Regions from separate parts of the Zea mays genome. Here region 2 is linked to region 1. Evidence: chromatin contacts called from public Hi-C data. All regions are on one chromosome and are shown on one strand. The core of a region is the stretch at or near the end of the contact, and the rest is flanking DNA. Distances in the headings are between cores, read along the strand shown. Region 1 holds the start of LOC103646136 (B-box zinc finger protein 20). Region 2 holds the start of LOC100381913 (required to maintain repression 2).

The links. Hi-C and Micro-C count contacts between places; a contact is called where the count stands out from the background.
Region 2: a contact with region 1 is called in a Hi-C map of tassel, with 2.4 times the contacts expected there. The contact joins the promoter of LOC100381913 here to the promoter of LOC103646136 in region 1. A contact is called at or near these places in 3 of 25 Hi-C or Micro-C datasets (ear, leaf and tassel).

Annotation. Positions count from the first base shown.
Region 1 is chr2:23,349,204-23,351,967 of Zm-B73-REFERENCE-NAM-5.0, forward strand. It overlaps LOC103646136 (B-box zinc finger protein 20), which reads right to left and starts at 1,414. Exons shown (of 3, transcript XM_008670855.4): 1 at 1-1,414.
Region 2 is chr2:23,544,175-23,546,938 of Zm-B73-REFERENCE-NAM-5.0, forward strand. It overlaps LOC100381913 (required to maintain repression 2), which reads left to right and starts at 1,436. Exons shown (of 4, transcript NM_001174690.1): 1 at 1,436-2,169; 2 at 2,555-2,764. The coding sequence starts at 1,471.

The DNA.
Region 1 (2,764 bases), core at 164-2,663:
CCTGTTCTCTTTATGTAAATAGTCTCTTTGTTCATCCGTTAATAGACTTATAGATTTTTTTAGCGCTAGTTTGAAAACCTCATTTTTTTCATGGAATTTTCATTTTTCCAAAGGAATTTAGTTCATTTTCCCTTAGGAATACAGAAATCCATTGGAAAAATGGAGTTCCTAACTACATTTTTCCGAGGAATTCTTATTTTTTTTAGGAAAAATAAACTAATTTCCCTTAGAAAAATAAAAACCCCTCAAAAAAATATAGTTTTCAAACTAGCTCTAAAAGACGCAAAAAAATACCGGCAAAGACAAGAACAAGTTCAAGGGACAAAAAAAGACAAATTACACAAACTGCTCTAACCATAACACAATGGAAGGAAAATGCCTCTTCGCGCGAAGTATAACCAAGCCGAAGCCTCTTTAGTACGTTCACTCGTTATATAAAATTTTGGAGGAAAAAATGGAATTTTGTTTCTAGGATTTTTCGGACATAAGGCTACCGCACCACGTTACCTGACAATTTGGTTGACGAATACTGAAGCCCGCTGCTGCTGGGCAACGATTGGCCATTCGTGGGCGTTTGCTGATGGCAGCGGATGGGCCGCCATAATTCATCAGACATGGCCGCATGGGAGCGCTCAGGTCATCAGGCTATCCGCACTCATAGAACCCTAAATTTCTACTCTAAAAGGAATATTTCATCCTGGTCAGCGAGATTCTCTACCCTATCCCATAATACTCCGCGGTCATATTTACTCTAAATATCTACCCTATACCATATACCATATATTCTATTATTTATTTTCACCTCTTTCCTTTCCACACCCAACTAGCAGCCAATAGAAAGAGGAGGGAGATTATTCAGTCCACCGCAGAAGGTGCGCTAGCTGTGAAGTTCCTGAGAGCCGTAAAAATTTACAGTTCCTGTTGCAGTCCGCCGCTGCATCGTTTGTGAGAGCTGTAAAAATTTACAGTTCCTGTTTGCAGTCGCGACTGCGGATAGCCTCAGGGTGACAAAGTCGCAATAAGGACACTCCTAAAACTACAAGGCTACAACTTGCTTGATGCCGTGCTTTCCAGATTGCTCATCTTCCTCCTTGTCGCGGTAGCTAGCGTTGCCTTCTCTCTCATCTGTCTATCTCAGCAACTGCGAACTTCACCTCTCCTTTGTATCATTAGTAAGAAGCAGCAGCAGTGTACAACCATCCCCTAAACGAAAAAGAACAAACTGTGGGTTTCTAAATCGCAAGCGGTGCTGGGAAATCTCGGCGCTACGTACAACAACAACAAGAAGAAGAAACAGCACAGCACAAAGTGCAGATCTTTTTTCCCCCTAGGAGTCTAGGACAAACATTGGACCACTGCTAGATCATGGGCAGTTTACTGATAAAGTACGCATACGGTTCTAGACCATACCATGGTCCCCCATGGTTGGCTTATATATATAATCAGGCGCAACTGGATTGGTTCACCAAAAATACCTTTCGATTGAGGTCACGGGTGACCTCATTACGGATCCTCCTTTAATAATAACCCATGTTGCCCCCAAGCTCGGATACGCCAGGGTCTGGGACCTGAATCCACCGATGGCATGGAGGATCCGTTAGCTAGTTAGTAGGACATAACAAATCGCTTGTGGGAGGTGCCTGGGTGGTTAGGTGTAAGTGTAAGTCACTGTCAATCTGCTGCTTGCTTTGCTTTGCTTTGCTTTGCTTTGCTTACACAACACACAACAAACATACTGCGGTCTTCAGTGTATCTGTTCTGTTCACAGCTTCTTCTTTTTTCCGTAGCTAGTACAAATGCTACTGCAGAGTACAGTGTAGTAGGTCAGACGCCTGCTAATGCCCTCGTCTTTTTTCGTGGCTGAAAAGTGCATTTTTGGCCGGGCTTGCTTTCTCAGATGTGGATCGGAACCTGTCCTAGAGCAAGTAGCAGCCTCGGCCTGAGCACATGTCATGTCTAGTCACAATCCGAAGTGCTGTGCTGTGCAAGGTTTACCCTTGAACCTACTGACGAAACAGAGCCCCGCCGCAGTCTGGAGTGGAGATACTGCGGCGATCCCGTTGGGCATGTTCGGTTATACCAATCTAGAGGAGGATTAGAGAGGATTAAAATCTCCTCCTAGTTAAAAATGACTAGACGAGAATTTAAACCTCTTCAATCCCCTCTAGATTGCTGTAACCGAACAAGCTCTCACGCGGCCGACTGATCCATCCGCACAAGGCCAGCACCGGACCGGTGCGCGTTCAGCGTTCTATTGTCTGGCTGGTATTGTTGGGTGTGTCCTCTACAGCTGGTCATCAGTGACCGGATTGGGCTAAACCTAACTATCTATCTCTTTAAATGGGCCCTTGATTGGGAGGGCCCACGCTAACCTCGGTTGGAGCCCCCAGGCACACGACGCTATAAATATAGGACTAAGGGGTCGCAGGAAAGACTAACGCTAGTACCTCGCCCCAAAACCCTAGTCCTCAGAGGCCCCATCGCCTAGGCGTCGGAGTGTTTGGAAACGCGACAACCTACAGCGGCTCGGATCCCGATGCCTGCTGCTTCTCTGCAGGGCGACGGTATGAAGATAGCAACAACAATAAAGGTGTGTTTCCCCGTTCCTCTCAGTAGATAGTAGATCAGATCTACACGTCATCAAGATTTTACTTTGAGTTACAGACGGATTGGTATTCTAGGGACTTAGGAATCGATCCTAAGCACCAGTAATTCTAACAGGTATAAGTTGAAGAAGGCATCATGGTCAGCCAGATGATCCACT
Region 2 (2,764 bases), core at 186-2,685, 190 kb after region 1:
AATGCTATTACAGATCAACGTGGAAAGAGGTTAAATAATTAAAGTGCAAATAATATTATTAATTGAGTAGTTACGTCATTAAATATCTAATTAAGGAGATGTAGGGTAAGTTTGAATGCACTAGAGATAATAGTTAGTGGCTAAAATTGTTGATACATCCAAACACTCTAACTATTTTTGGTAAATTAGTTAATAGTTAGGTAGCTATTTATTAGCTATCTAATTCTATTAATAATTTTTAGTCAACTAATTATTAGTTCCAGTGCATTCAAACACCACCGTAGTATGAGAGCCCTTGTTGGGATGCCAGACCCGTTTCTCTCCGTCAAGTAGTTGACAAGGACCAACAGGCTTGTTTGGATCACATGGATTCTCAAAATTTAGGGTATGTTTGATCGATTAAAGTTTAATGTGTCACCTCGAGTCTTTGAATATTAAGTATTAAATACTCCAACTGTCTTAATTTATAATTCATTTTACTGGTTCATTTTATTCATTTTTTGCGAAAAAATGAAAAATTCTAAGTCATACTTCAAGTATATTATATGTTATATGATATCATAGTAAAAATTAACAATAATTATATTTTTTTAAAAGAAGAGTCAGCCAAATATGATGTAAAAAGTCAAATGAGTTATAAATTGGAATAGAGAGAGTACATGCTTAATTAAACTTAATAAATTTGTCTCATCGTTTTGTATTTATGACTATATTTAATACTCTCAATTGTCATTTAAGCATTCTATGTGACTTAGAATATACTTTAGTTTGGTAGAACTAAACCTCCTTAGATACTACATAAAATCCAATACAAGTCTGTTTATAAGCCTAAGAAAAGATACCGAATGAAATTATATGCACAAAATACAATGCAAAATACACAAGTTGTTTGGTTAACATTGAGATTCTATAATAAATGAGACCTGTACCAAACATGGCCGTAGTATCATTGCACCACTATTTTCCTAGAAAATAAATGACATCCATAGCAGATAGCACCGATGTTCGCCACAAAATAGACAAAACCATGTGATTTGCCAAGATCTGAGGATGAAGTCACTTGTAATGGCTGTTTAGGAGTGAATTAACTTAAGGAGTAGTTTGGAAACTCCATTTTACCAAGAATTTTCTATGTTTTTAAGAAAAAACGAATTAATTTATCTTTGAAAGATGAAAATCATTTGAAAAAATAGGGTTTCCAAACTAGGGCTAAAGAGAGAGAAAATATCAAACTTTAGGAGGAAACTGTGAATAGGCGTACTGCTACTGCAGAGACGAAACTACCATGGGCCACAGTATCATAGTCGTTCGGCCCGTCTTGGGAACCACAGTGTATCGGTCATACGGCCGAAAAATGGGAGAGCCCACAGGAGTTACGAAACCCATTCTATAAAGCCAGCCGCTCCCATTTCACCGCCGAGCAGCTTCGAGCCCACTAAAAGCCTTTGGCACCCCAAGACCGCCGGTACCATGCCGGTCCTCCGCTCCCCGTTCGCCGGGGGCGACCTCCCCGCCGGCGACGCCGACCCGGACTACCTCTATTTCCTCGAACACATCCGCATCGACGGTGACTCCTACACCCTCGAGCTCCCCTCCCACGGCGACTCCCCGCCATCACTCATCAAGTACGAGACCCCGTTCGCCAGCCCCTCCGACGGCGAGTGCGTCTCCGATCCCTCCCAGGGCCGCCTCAGCGGCAACCGCAGCGCGCAAGACGAGAGGGAACCGGTGGAGTCGGCGTCATTGGAGACGGGACCCGCGTGGTACGATTGTCTCCATGACGTCGACGAGGACTACCGCCTCTTCCTGCAGCACACGCGCGTTGTGGACGGCCAATTGGTTCTGGAGATCGGGGGCGTCGTCGTCAACTACGATAACCCGGTTGCTGTGGAATCTCCGGGGGAGAAGGATACGCAGCGGGGGGAAGAGGCGGTTTTTGCTTCGCCGGGGGAAGGGATCAGTGTTGCAGCGGGGAGCGATCAGGTCGCCTCCGGTGCTCCAGCGACGGCTGTTTCGGAGCAGAACGCGTCCGATTGGCGTGCGGATCCATCACCACGGCGTGAGGTGAACGATGGCGGAGATGAGGGGCTGTCGGATGCAAGCGCGCTGAAGGGCGCGTATTGGGAGGCGAGCTCAAGCGATGGCCGTCGTGCACCCCCTACTAATTCGGTGAGAAATTCTGATACTCACAACTGCGTGTCACTGTCAGTTTGGCACTAGCTCATGCTGTCCTTCGGGATAAGGAATAACAGTATACAGTACCTATTAGCTCTCAGTCCCTAAAGTATTTTCATTTCTGTACATCCGTGCTTGGCAGCTTGGGCCAGGAGCTGTATCAGATAAGAATAAAAATTAAAAATATGCCAGTAGCCCAGTACGTTTCTTTTACATAAGGTGTGCCTTTCTCAACTTTCTTTCAGAACGTGGATCGAAATGTCCCATTGAAGTTACTTGAAGAAATATATATTTTAATTTCTGTATTCTTCTAAAACAGATGATGTTTGACATAATTGCTGCATTTGATTTGCTCTTCCTTCCTGTTCATCTTATATAGGGGGGAAAGGTAGAAAAGGAACTAGGTATTATATGGCCTACACATATCACAAGAAGGCCAGATTCAGATTTCAAGCGAAGGTTGATCAAGGCCCTTACAAAACCAGTTGCTCGGAAGGAATACTATAGATTGTTTGACACGGTTACTATCCGTACTCCGTTAATGAAGCTGCGGCAGGTCCGCAACGAAACAAAATTCTATCCTACCGAA